2 separate regions of the Siniperca chuatsi genome follow, and region 1 is linked to region 2. The links are chromatin contacts, called in public Hi-C maps. All regions are on one chromosome and are shown on one strand. The core of a region is the stretch at or near the end of the contact, and the rest is flanking DNA. Distances in the headings are between cores, read along the strand shown.

The links. Hi-C and Micro-C count contacts between places; a contact is called where the count stands out from the background.
Region 1: a Hi-C map of liver shows a contact between it and region 2, with 1.8 times the contacts expected there. The contact joins the promoter of ccnl1a here to the promoter of LOC122879591 in region 2. A contact is called at or near these places in 3 of 3 Hi-C or Micro-C datasets (liver, skeletal muscle and an unstated tissue).

Annotation. Positions count from the first base shown.
Region 1 is chrLG7:11,540,329-11,548,074 of ASM2008510v1, forward strand. ccnl1a (cyclin-L1a) reads left to right here and starts at 6,491. Exons shown (of 10, transcript XM_044201566.1): 1 at 6,491-6,827; 2 at 7,072-7,146. The coding sequence starts at 6,588. It overlaps lekr1 (leucine-, glutamate- and lysine-rich protein 1), which reads left to right. Exons shown (of 12, transcript XM_044203178.1): 12 at 985-1,505. The coding sequence ends at 1,434.
Region 2 is chrLG7:11,413,821-11,420,525 of ASM2008510v1, forward strand. It overlaps LOC122879591 (protein mono-ADP-ribosyltransferase TIPARP), which reads left to right and starts at 2,788. Exons shown (of 7, transcript XM_044203876.1): 1 at 2,788-3,072; 2 at 4,135-5,190. The coding sequence starts at 4,160.

The DNA.
Region 1 (7,746 bases), core at 5,241-7,740, 130 kb after region 2:
GTGTTATTTTTACTGGATCACTGTGACTGTGTTAGGGTAGCTTGCCTGTTTGGGTCTTGTTGACCAAGTCTCTGTGATTGTGCCAGTTTGTCAGAGTCAGCGAGCTGTTCATAATGACCACCTTTATCTTCTGCATCCAAGTTGCTCTTCATATTAAAGTAAAAACATTTTCCTTTTTTCATTTGTTCTGATTTTGCATGTCTTTCGCCTCAATCTTTTTCATTTTCTTCCTCTCTCTCTCAAACCATACTCTCTATTATCTCTCTCTCTCTCTCTCTCTCTCTCTCTCTCTCTCTCTCTCTCTCTCTCTCTCACACACACACAAAGAATATCCATTTTAAATCATTCAGCCTCAGTCAGTCTTAAGATATTAGATGGGGTCCAAACACCACAGGTGCTGGAATTCTATTGTTTTTGTTAGGATTGACAGAAACAGAAATGTAAAAACGCATTGGAGCTACAGTATTTCTTGCTGAACAACAGCTTATCCTTCCGCCAAGCAATTCTGTGCAACGACCGACACAGTCAGTGAGCATGGATTTTGTTTTTTGTCTCTGTACAGGCACGATGATAGAAAACCTTGCAATCTCACTGTGACATCAAGACTTCTGTTGTTTTTGACCCAGCTTTTGTTTACCAAGAAATAGTTCCAGTACACAGCTTCCATAAAACCACAAACTGTAGTTTTTACATTGCTGTTGATGTACCAGTTAAACAAATTAGATACAACTTGTAATGTATATATGTCCATTTTAGAGGCGTGTTCCAGCTATGTACTTAACTCACAGACATGAGATTATATTGATATTCTCATCTCACTCTCAAAGCGAGTAAGAGAGCGAATAAGCTTATTTCCCCAAACTATTTCTTTAAACTGGAAATAGATGAAGATATAGGGAATTTTATTTCAAGAAAGACTCCATACTAAATGACTTGCTGTAATACTACTTCTTGATCTACTCTCTCTCTCTTACCACCCTACAGGTGGAGTTACTCCAGGAGACAGTAAGAAGGGAGTGTGAGGAGAGGGGGGAGCTGACTGCTGCTCTGTCTCAAGCTCAAAAGGAGCTCCTTGGGCTGCGATCCCTAGCATCTCATCAAGGCTCCTCCAGGTCTCCTCCAAACCCCATGAAGAGAAACAGTCCCCCAGGGAACAAGCATTTCCATCTCCATAGTCAAGCCCGGGTACCTCTCACTCGCTCTTCAACCTCCCCAAACACACTCCGACCCTCCCCTACCTGCACAGACAAAGACAGAGGCCGGGCCACAGATGGAGGAGGAGCAGGGAGGAGTTTGGAGTCCTGGAATCGTGGTTGGGTGTTAGGTGGAGGAAAGAGGCGAGAGGGGACACTGCCCAGATTGAAAGCAAGCAGCACAGTTAGCGAAGTCAAACAAAAGGTCAGTTTAGTGATAGAGAAGAAGAAGAGACTGTAAAAAGCAATCTGGACCATACAGTATGTGTATTAAACCGTTATTGCATCTTTTCAAAATAAAACAGAATTTTAGTGTCATTATTTTGATAGTAATTTAATAGTATTTTAATATTAATCATTTTATTTTAATAGTATTTTTATTGTTCCCGTAAAATTTAATGATACATGCATTTTCGTCAAATAGCCCTCTAATTGCGTACTCTAAAAGTCACACACACATACATATGTACACATAAACACACACTTTCTACACAACTACTGTTCGTACACCAGTGAACTCCCAGGACACACACCCTCCAACAGACTTGCACTTGTTTTCTCACAACCCGACTCACGCAGTCTCACTGGCACGCACAGGATTTCACAGACAAACACCCACGCACGCACATAGTATACACACAGAAACATGCAAACACGCACACACACACATACATGGCCTGTCACAAGGGCAGGGTTGAAGGAGCATGACAGCGTGTCCCCTGTCACCCATGGACACAAACAAAAGGCAGGCAAACACAAAAGAAACTGTAAGGCAAGCGCCCCGAGACACACACACACAACCATTGCCCAGCACTGTCCCCTCAGGCGTTGTGTGTTATTGACATCATTCACTCCGTGCAAGGTCTTTCCATCCCTTCCTCTCTCTCTCTCTCTTCCTCTGCATTTGGAAAGAATTGGCATGATAGGAGAAATGCGTGAAGTGTGTGTGGCATGGAACTAATTTCCCCGCTTACCGGCACACATGGAAAGCTTTTGATTTGCCTTCCCCGTGTCCCTCTCTTCCAACCCATCTGCGAGACAATGCACGTGCACGTCCTTCACACAGAAAGATGGGATGATAATGATTTTATCCTGCCATGGTTTGCTCTGTTTGCCAAAACACACACACACGAACGGTTTATCTGCTAAAAATCTTGTGGCATGTGGAGAGGACGTTCTGAAACACAAAACAATGAACATACTGTGCCATTAAAACCTAATTTTATACCTCCTCTGTTTTTGTCAGAGGGTTAAATGGAACATTTCCTACCACACATAACAAACTGGTTCATGTTTTTTCCTGAAGTTGACTGTTATCTAAAAATGATCAAATTAATTTAGATACATTTGGTTGCATTATATTTTTTAATAAGATTTCCTACCAAATCTTAACTACTCCACAATTAACAATCCTTTGCTGCCGCTTTATAAAAACAACTTTATATTCCCTTTGTGTGGCAAAGGTAGCATTTTCTTTTGTGCTTTGCAGCTGACTTCTTGTTGCCTTCCTGTGTGTGGCCTTGTGCGTGTTTACTCATTGCATGTGTATGTGTTTGTGTCTCCAGTGAGCGATTGTTTCTGTCCTCACACCTCCATCGCTCACTTTTTGTAATCACTTAATGTCACTGAAGGACATCGATTGTATTGTCATCATCACTGTGTAGTGTGTGTGTGTGTGTGTCCATATGTGGAAGACATTACATGCTTGTGAGAATGTGCACTGTATGTGATTATAACGAAACAAGAACCTCACCAGATATTTGATGCCAACTTTTAGTACTTGACTGTTTTAGATACTGGTGGTCAACTCCAAAAGGTATTGAGGTTTGATACCGAGCCCTATAGACCGTTTTCCCAGCAGACATTTTGACTTGACTTTTGACAGCTTCTGACCGTTGGACCTTTCCTTTTATCCCTGTTAAACTTCCTCCCACCGTGACCTGCATGCCTGCTGTGTATATGAAGAGATAACCTCTTTCTATGCCAGTCAGAGGCGTTAACACACTCTCCCTTCTTCTTCTCTATCCCACAACACACACTCTCCCTGTCACACTCACTGTGTCTGCTCTGACCGCACACGCTTTCTATCTCAATCGCTCTCCCCTCAAAACACAAACACCCGTCTCTCTGTATCTCTGGCACACACACATAAATCTGTCAATATTCTTTTAATCTCTTTGGCCTTCTTTTAGTATTCAACCCCTCTGACCCTGTTGCTAAAAAGCAATTCCCTCTCCGCCTCTCCTCCTCAGCTATCTGTGCCTTCACTTTATTTTTGATCCAGTCAGCTCTCTCTTTTCTACTCCCCTCTGCTCTTTTACTGGGGCTTTTTCCTTTGCTCATGCCCTTGCTTTGTAGACCTTGACCTGGTGTCCTTCCTGGTTTCTGTGTGTGTGTTTGAGAAAGAGCCATGGGGCATGTGTGTGAGAGAGAGAGAGATCTGGCCTGAATAGACACAAGTCCTTGAAACACTTTCTACATCTTGATGTGTGCGTAACAGGCACACAGCATAAAGCCCCATTGCGTTGACATGAATGACATTTTGATCCCTCTTAAACATTAAAATTGAATCACCCTTAACAAATGCCCACACACACACACACAAACATTCAGTAATTATCATAGCAGGGCAAGCGTGCACACGTGTCCCTGGGGAATCTTTGTAAGTTGCTCGTAAACACACACACACACACACACACTCCGGGGAGTGGCGTGTGTGTTTAACTAAGCCCTTGTTCGTCACTGGGCGTCCCTGAACGCCTCTCTCCTGCGTCGTTATGGTCGTTCCGGAATTCTGCCGTCCCATGAGCCCTCCCACACCCTATAATTAGTGTCACCCGGGCAACCGGAGAAAGAATGCTCAGTATTCTTGTTGTCGTGGTAACTGCGTAAGTGTGAGGGCCGGAGGTGCTGGTTGTAGGTGTTGGTTAATGACAGGGACAATGAGACCTCAGTCTGCCACCTCATGTGGTGTATTAGTAAAACTGAGGTAGGTAAATCTGTGTGTGTGTGTCCCTGTCTGTCTGTCCCTTACACACCATACAGAGCCTCAAATAAGTTATGAAAGTAGGCCCTTATGCTATGTTTGCATGATTACAGCTATTGCTTACAATAGCTTCAGCCACACGCAGACACACACATGTGAATACATATAACCTAGGATAGAAAAAATGAAAAATCCTTGTTTCATTACACACATTTGGTGAAATATTAGTATTATATAGTTTGACGTCTAACAGGTATTCAAATTAAACAATCTGAGACATATAGAGGGGGAAATCACTCTTTGGTGGACGTGTGCAAGCTGTGACGAGAGGTTACAAGTAGACACTGCTTCATTTTAAGGGGTCTCAAGCCAAAATGTTGGAAAACACTGATATAAACTAAATTAATTGAGGTCTTAAAACTAGATTTTAACCCAGGGTGCTTCTACAACTCACGGCCTCATGAGGTAATAATACAGGATCCTCCACAGTTGATATTTAAAGGGTCAGTTCACCCCAAATCAAAAATACATATTTCCCCCTTACCTGTAACGCTATTTATCCATCTAGATTGTTTTGGTGTGAGTTTTGGAGATATCGGCCGTAGAGATGTCTGCATTTTTTGAATATAATGGGACTGTATGACACTCAGCTTGTGGTGCTCAAAGCGCCAAAAAAATACATTTGAAAAACTCAACAGCAGTGTCTCTTTCCAGAAATCGTTACTCAAGATCATCCACAGATTTGTTGTGAGCAGTTTCATGTAGGAACTATTTTCTTTCTACTGATAGTTTCTACATGAAACTACACAACTAATCTATATATAGCACTACAAGTAGGAGGGAAAATATGTATTTTTGATTTTGGGGTGAACTTTAACCTTAACCTTTAACTTTAGTGGCGGAAATTCCCTAACAATTAATCAAATTACCAAATACCAAATGACCTGCAGTGAAACTTGGGTTTGCCCATGCAGGGCAGTTGCTCTCTTTGCCAACAAACCAACAGAGACAGTAAACCAGCAAAGAAATGTTTGTGAATGTAGATACAACATTCAAAGAAACACACATACAGTCCAACACACACACACACACTACAGCAGTGTTGGCCCACAAGTCACTTGTTGGCAGTAAAACTGTAGTCAAACATTGCAGTCAACTGTACTGCAGCATCAGGTTGTTGCTGCGGATTCAGTACAAGGTCAGTGTATGTCTAACCCCAGGAAGCCCGCTGCTTCACTTGGAGCTCCCAGTTTTCAGATTTCAACCTCAACTGGTGTGTCTCTAGTTCTCTCTGCTGTCCATTTTTAGTTACTGCAAGGCTTCACGCTATAAAATCCTGGAGGATGAAGTGAACACAATGTTCCCTCTACTAACTGTGTATATGGAGCTGCACCTTCTTTGACACAATCATTGCCAGTCCTAAAATAAAGTTCCTAATTTGTCTTAAACCATTTTGTCCTGCTCTCCCTACGCGTGTTGCTGTACATTTAAACGGTTAAATAGAAAATTACTAAGTAGACATTACTGACTTCCTGTACACTGTGTGTGTAAACTAGCCATACAAACACTGAGTTCTTAATAAAATCTAAGTTGCCGCTATGACTTGTTGGCGGATGGATATGTTCCAGAGATAGCGGTGAGAAGTCCGGACTTTCCCGTAAAATACGTCACAGAAACCGTTGGTGGTAAGTCGCTTCCTTCTGCTGCCTTTAGGTGCTGTCGGAAATGTATGGGAGTATTGCTACAATTAGTGGTAAAACTGAGCCTCTGTACAGCTACCATTAGTTGACTAAATTGACTGAGACATGTTGGTCATACATGCCTAATTTTCTGATGTTTTCTTTATGGCTGGAGGACCTGTGGTGTTTTACTATAATAATGAAACTTTTTTGACCAACAACTATTTACGTATTAAGGTTTATGTGTCGTAATTTGTCATCTAAAACACTTTAGAAGTTGGAAAACGGAGCCCGCGTGGAGCTCTTGAAGGAAGCATGAGATAATGTACCATTTGTAATAAGGAAAACAATGGAAACATTATTGTATATCAGGGCAATTGATCTGTTTAGTAACTATTTATTTGTATAATACGTCATTAACTGTTTAGGCTATGTCCGAGATAGGTGACATTCAAGAACAAAATTAAGAAAGGGTAAATCAGTGACCAAATGATAAACAGTGAGCGTTTTAATAGGTGTTACATTCCAGTTTAATTTGTGAATTTGTTTTAAGAAATACATGCAGTTTTTCTTAAAGCATTCAATGTTGCGAAACTACTTTATCACCGCGGATGTGCACAAGCGTTTGAGTCTCAACAGGATGGTGACGTCATGTAATTTGTCACCCTGCTCCGCCGTCGTTCCGTCGAGGTGTAGCTGTATCTGGTAACCGCTGTTTTTAGGGTGAAGATGGCCGCAGGTCCTCTCTCTGTATCTTCAAATGCATCCACAAACAACGATGGCATCCTCATTGGTGACAAAGTTTACTCGGAAGTGTACCTTACCATCGACAACTCGCTCATACCGGAGGAAAGGCTCTCTCCTACGCCGTCGATGCTCGACGGCCTCGACCTGAACGCGGAGACCGACCTTCGCATCCTTGGATGTGAATTGATTCAGTCGGCGGGCATTCTTCTCCGGTTACCCCAGGTAAACCTTCTTGAATAGTTAGAATATGCAATGGTATACATTCTGGTGTGTGTTTTATTCACAACGAGCAAAAGTTGTTATTTTTCTAGTCCACAATACGGAACAGTCGGGTTGTTAGCAGTTTGCTAATGTTAGCTCTTGACGTTGGCGTGGTGAAGTTAAAATGGCGGCGGTCCATTGTGCAAGGTTAGGCCAGCTTATGCAAGACAAAAGTACAAACGTCATTCTCTATTTTTCTCGACAGGTGGCAATGGCAACGGGGCAGGTGCTCTTTCATCGTTTTTTCTACTCCAAGTCCTTCGTCAAGCACAGTTTTGAGGTAAGTCCGATCACGTTTGTGGATCATTGTAAAGCCGATGGTAACTCTGTAAGTTAGCATAGCATAACGTTATGGTTACGTCTGTGGCAGCCATGTTGTCGATACGTTGTACCAGAGTTTTTGAACTGTTTTAAGACACGGGGGGGGGGGGCATACTGAAGATAAATACGAAGCAAATCTCAAAGTACAGAAACAACGCTAAATCAAAACATTATTATTTGTGGAAGATCTTAAATTGTACACAAGTATTTAAAACAAAGCACATCTAAGTTAGTCATTCCTAAAACCTTTTCCAGATTCAAATGGTAGTTGGCTGGCTGGTCACTGTGACTTGATACGTCTGACAAACGTATCAGTAATATTTTATTTACAAACTCAACTAAAATTAATATTGGTAAGGAAGTCAGTATTACTATATAGGCTTGATTGGCCTGTCTGAGAAACATCAAGTACTGGTCTCAAAGTGGCCCAATATGGTTAAAATCCTCTTCACAGTACATGAACAATTGTATTGTGATATACCAACACAATGATGCAGAAATCACATATACATTCAACATTGTTATAAAGCTGATCTGCGCACAGATTTACAGCTTCTCC
Region 2 (6,705 bases), core at 1,538-4,037:
ACGGCACCTTTACCCTACCACTTACAAAGACCTACCTAATGTCCTTTCATGTGGTTTTGGTTCGTAGAATTAGTTTACTGTCCGTTTTATTTGGGACTGAGCGTTATTGCCATGGGGTTTAAAAACACAGGTCCTGCTCCTGCAAGCATCCACCCTGCTGTTCTGACCTCTGACCTCCTTTTCAGGGAGGCAAGTGAACATAAATTTAACCACAGAGACCGATGAAGCATCAGCACAATTACATTTCCCTCAAAGTCTGAGTATGATCCTGTATTTGCCAAATAAATACTCTAATAGTACTCCCAGCACAGATACTAACACACTATGGTACATTGCGTTATTCTTGATCTCCAAAGATATGACTATAGTATTTCTATAATGTTTCTTTAGGTTATCACACTTCACAACAGCACTCCTTCCCAGATGTACTAAAGGATCATCACAGTACTTGTTGTTTCATGAGTTCACAGATCACTCACTGACTTTTGTAAGACAACAAGCGAGCTGAAGTTGGCAGGCAGGTATCTCTTTAATAGGGCGTCCTCTGAGACAAGTCAAAACTTGAACAATAGGACGTCGTTATGCATGTCAGCCGAGGAGGAATGCTCGAGATCCGTCGGTATGCAACCAGGCAATTTACTCTTATATACGTCAGCCCTCTCATGTCTTCAGCAGCAAGCCTGTAATTTCCCAATAACCAACTCTCCTTGGAACTGCTTTGACAGCATCAGTGTTTGCATGGAAGACAATTGTACACATTTCTGTTTATCTCTGACCTCTTTAACCACAGCCTGTGGTAAAAAAAATAAACAGTAATAAACTGTAAACAAAAGTAAACAAAATAAACTGACGTAAACTACTACAAGGCGAGTTTGCATTTTGTGCATTTTGAGACCAGCCCTTTTGAGAAATCCTCTCTTTAGAAACTAGAAGCTGTTTGGTTGAGCAGGCTCATCTGCAAACAACGAAACTTACTCCGGAAGGCAGTGCAGCAAAGCAGGTTCCTAAAAAACTACTTCTGGTAAAACAGGGAGGAGAGGGAAGCTGACTCAACGTGCGGTCAGTAAACGTTATACTCCCTTATGGAAATGTGACAGATGAGCTGCAGAGGACAGAGTCAGGCTTCCTAATTGCTTTAAGAAACCAATAAACACCTGCTAATCATGAGAAAATGACTCACTCTCTTCACATCTGCTTTTGGCAGAATTATAATTATGTCTCAACAGGTTTCATGTTTAGTCTCATGTGAAATAATCTGGTGATTAAACATCCAAATGTTCCCAAAGTAGTTTCACCTCTTTTCAATAACTGTCAGGAGAGGAGTGATCTATCTACCATCTTCAAACAAGACTTTATTAACAAAATATTTCAGTTAACAAATTTCTTGAATACACAGCATTTCTAATATTTACGTGGTGGAGAGTACATTTGCTCAAGTACTGTATTTAAGTACAGTTTTAAGGTACTTCACTGAGTATTTCCAATTTGTGCTACTTTATTTTTCTGTTTTAATACATTTCAGATGCAAATATTGTACTTTTTCCTCCACTGCATTTATCTGACAACTGTAGTGAAGATTTTACTCACAAAACATGTAATCAGTTTACAAAATATGATATTCTATTGATTAAAGTACTCAACATCACATAAAGCAGTTCAAATTAGCTCCACCTTGACCAACTACAACATTAAAATACTGATGACAACTTTCTTATGAGATATACTTTAGAAAAGGTTTATATGTGGTAACTAATGGCTTTATTCATATTTATTAAATCATTTATTAAGGCATTACAGATTAATCATAGGCCAATCTAAACATTCTTTGTGTTGATAGGTTTTTGGTGGGGAATAATCCTTTGTAAGGAGTCAATCCTCACAGTACTTTTACTCTGAACAAATCCAGATTACCAACCAGGCAAAGCGGGCGACTGCCCCCGGGGCCCCAAAAACCCACTTCACTGCATGTCAATTTGTTTGGGAATGTGCTCCTCTAAAGTATACAAGAAGAGTCTTGCATTATTACCTAATCGTGTGAACCGGTCTTGTGGAGGGTTTCCTCCTGTGTCATAATCTAGTTTTAAGACCCTATTTTCTTTATATTGTGTTCATGTGATGCATATTCCTTAATACATTTGTGTTTAATCAAACTTCCTCAAGCTAACTGACAAATGGAAAACCGAGTCTAAACCTAGACTAGTAGCGTATTGGTCCAGCATAGGAGTACTGGTTCGATTTTGGGTTCTCTGTCTGCGCTGTATCTAATGGGTTACATACACAAAGCATTAAGCTTGGGTCAATAGAGACCCAATAACTTCTTTCTTTTTTCTTTTTTTGCCTGGGGGCCCCCTAACAGGTTAATATGGCAATGTCTAAAAGTACATTTTACTGATACATGTGTACTTTACTGAGATAAAGGTTTTAATGCAGGTGTTTTACTTGTAGTGGAGTATTTGTATGTTGATTTATTACTTACTTACTTTTACTTAAGGAAAGGGTCTAAATTCTGCTTGCACCGCTGGTGCTGGTCCGCCTTGATGGTTGGATGATGTAACGACATTTCTCGTCTTCAAGCCTTTGCGTCCAGTTTGCTTTGTATTACTTCCGGGGCCCGGCATAACGGCCCCAGAGGGTCCCGCGGTGCCCACACCCCCATGCAGCTTCTTCCGATCACCGCCAGACGACTCTCCCCCTCCCGCTCTTTGAAGCTAAGCGCCGCCTCTGAGCAGGTTACGGGGCGGGGCCTGAGTGTGCGGAGCCGGGAGGCAGGCAGGCAGGCAGAGAGTCTCTCGCCACAGCTGTGCTCCGCTCTTTGTCGGTTTCTGCTCTCCTGCGCTTTTCTGTCCGGTACAAGGATACAAAGAGAGGGACAGACAGCATGAAATAGAGACAGAGCATGAGAGCGGCAGGAGCGTCAGAGGGACACGAGAAACCTAACCGGACTACAGTCTAGTCCAGACACGGATACTATTATCTCCAGACTGGATACGGAGCTCCGCCGATGCACGCACTGGATTTTACCCACCAAAGAGTGTCGAGACCGCGGGGAGAGGGGCGGACTTTATCGCGCAGGTAGGGGTTTTTGTCGTCTCGGTGTCAGTGAAATGTAGAGAGGGTCTTTTCTTTTGCTTAAAGCGGCTCTGGGAAAGCTGCGCTGTAACAAAATCTCCCTGCCTGTTTACTGCAGTGCTACATTATTTGGTTCTTAAAAGCTTTTCAACTCCACAGCCCGTAGGCCTACAGCTCCGGGGCCGCCGAAGAAGTGTTTCTGAACCAGAGGAAAGCTGCTGTAGGGACGCGGTGAAATAAAGCTCCGGAGTGCCCCGTTTATCTTTTGTCGCTGCTCCGCCGCAGTGCCTTATGTGTCTGTGTGTGTGTGTGTGTGTGTGTGTGTGTCGACTGTAGCCTACGTGCAAACTTGCTCGGGCAGCGTTGTGTAAGCGGCACGTAGACTGCATGGGCCGCGTATCGGACTCCCGTGATCAAAATATATAGTCCCGAGAGAGAGAGGTTTTGTTACAGAGATGATTTTATCGCTCCTGTTCGGAGACGCAGCTGTAATTGCAGGCGTGACGTTAGTGAGAGACACCAGAATAAAAGGAAAAGACACTCTCTGATTGTACAGGCCTATTCTTATTTTTTATTTAAAAAAAATAAAAATAATAATCTGAGGCTGGTGACTGTGTGCTCAAGTTCCCTACAGCAGGATTAGGTAATATTTTTCCGCTTCAATTACTGGCTGCGCGAACCCTTTTCTCCTCTCCAAACGAGAGCCATTATATTCCTATAATATTCCTATATGGGTTTATAATGTGTCTGTGTCAGCGGGTCATTATGGTGGCTGTCGCTGTGTTGTTCCTGTTATATCTGCAGGGTCATTATGGGATAAGGGCCAGTTTTTGTCGGAGGGGTTGAACAGGTTTCGTTTCAGCGTAGCCTATAGCGCGCTAGCGTTTTCCTTTCCAGGAAAGGAAAGATGAGTTTTCACGGTTATTTTTATGGCATAAGTGGCCGTCCAAGCAACCTATTAATCATCGCTTTATGCGCCAGGATGTCTTCACCTTGGAAACCAAGATTATAGGATTATGGGTGTTAAATTTGATGACTACCTCTTTCTTTCTCTCTTTCTCTCAGGACTGACGGGGTTTAGGAGGGGATCATGGATAAAACTTTGCACATTCTCCAGAAATCCGCAGACGGTGTGCCTACTGGGATCTCCCTGGATATGAGTTTAAATATGGACGAAGGGGAAGATTTCACGGAACAGCAGATAGTGGGGCTTCCGGACAAAATACCTCTGGTGAAACCTTATTTCAAAAAGAAGCAGAGGAAATTGGACGCCAAATGCCTCCACCGCGCGCTGGAGGATCCTATACTGACCACTTTACTGAGCACGGATACGCTGGTCTCCGGGGATGGGGTGTTCGTTCCCCGGAACCAGCCGGGCCGGACTGCGAGCAACCTGTGCGCAGCGGTCGTGGTGAAACAGAACTGTATGGGCCAGGTGTGTCTCAAAGACCCTGGAGCTGCTGACGATGCCACAGATGGGGCTGGAGTTCCGGGGTTGATGACCCGGGACGGTGATGTGGAAATAGCCGATACTACTGCGGAGCTGGAGGCGACTGAGCTGCGAGGGGAGCGACCCAAGATCACCGATCCTACCCCCGACAGCCGCTGCTTTCAGCCGAAAACTGGCCTCAGGGCGGCCGGGAACACAGTGACAATACCGCCCCCCGTCAGGGATATACCTCCCATAGTTGCACCCCAGGCTCCTCACCAGGAGGGGGGCATCAAAAGCAATGACCTCTTAACCTCTGGGGCTAAAAACCTTCCAGTCAAAGACTGCACCGGCGTCCAGGACCCCCATCCCCTCCTCCTGCAGCCCGACAAAGGAGTGCTATTTTTTCAGGATAAAAGCGAAGAGGCCTCCCTGGACCTGGTTTTTGAGCTGCTCACCCAGCTCCAGTATCACACGCACCAGTCAGACTCAGTGGACATTTGTGTGGATTTCCTCCAAGGACAGTGTGTTTATGGCAATGACTGTGCCCACCACCACACTGTCCTGCCCTACTACTGGCAGATCCGCAGGAGCAGCAGTCAGACGTGGCAGAGCATAGCAGACGACTCCCAGGAACAGCTGGAGAGACTGTACTGCAACCCTGACAATGAGCAAGTCAGGCTCAAGTTTCAGTAAGTATCCCTCTATAGTGTTTACTGCAATCTGCAGGCTGTATTATCCTATACTGTGTATACTGTATGCCCTCTGGTTAGATACAGGATCCTACTGTGGAGGGAAGCAGTAACAGCATTTCTGTGTTTCTGTTTTGGATCTGTGCCTGTGAGTAGGGGGTCAATTCTCTTTCAGTTCAATCAATTCAAAATTCAAAAAAAAAAAAGGAACTGAAACCTGTAATTCATGCACTTGTGGAATAGGATCGATTTCCAACATGTCTGTTTTATTCTAGACAACAACACTTAAATGTTATTTATAATAATGTCTCAATAAAAATGGCTAGACTTTTAGCAGAACAATAAAAACAAAAAAATCTGTCAAAAATCAACTCAGGATCGATAGAGTCATTGGAAAGTATAGTGCATTGTACCCACACATTGTCAGGTTGTAAGTACTGCTGAAAAGGCTACTATGTGCTAAATTGATAGTTACATTGTTGCCATGTCACAAGTACCTTTTGAATTAACAAATATTTGACACTTGTGACATGGCAACAATGGTGCAGTAAGCTGCTAGGCTGCCGGTAAATGATAAGCACTGTTTGGTGTGTTGGAAACAGTAGACCTCAGCCTGAGCTTCCTCTTTGGTTTCACCACCGGTGACAAACTGAAAACTTTGACTCTACAGCTGTTCTGTACATGTGTGGCTGATGGACTGTAGCCAAGTGTACCTGTTTTAATTTTACTTTTACAGGTTTTAATGCATGTGTTAAAGTGTGTGTTAGTCCTTTTATCTTGTGTGTGTGTGTGTGTGTGTGTTTTGGCCTTCACGTGTCTTCTAGTTAATGTTTATCATATTAGCTATCGTGTCCTTGTGTAGACACGCCACTCCATCTCCCAGCCCTGATATTGGTTATCTATTTCCTGTATTTCCCTGCTCCCAAACTCGCCCTGTGATTGGCTGGAGCTCCTCCCAAACCAGACTTTACAGCACTCATGGCAGAAAGCTGTGAACTTTCATGACCCTCAGTTGCCTTGTGCGGTCACTGACACAGACGCACTTGGCAGCTTCTCTCCTTCCCTCGGCCATAGACATGCACACCACTGTGTACACTCACACTCACACTCACACTCACACACTGCTTGGCACGCAGATGGTCACACGAATCGGCTCCACAGAGAAGCTCAGTGGCTTGCAGTGCTCACACGCACGCCTTTTAGCAGACAGAGATAAACCTCTCTTTCACTCTCACACACCCACATAGATACACACAAATGCAAGCACTTGGCAAGCCCCAATAGGGTGACATAAAGGAGCATGCACCGCTTCCTGTTAAACTGTACTGTATGCAGGCACATTCACACACAGGCACTCACACACAATGAATACGTCTACATGGACTCTGTTGACTTTATTCTGAACACATATTGCTTATTGTTTATATTCCCGTTTACTATATACATGACTGAAGTTGTCCCCTCCACAGTAGTCCACATGACAAAGTCCCACCCACCTTCAGCCTTGAAGTCATA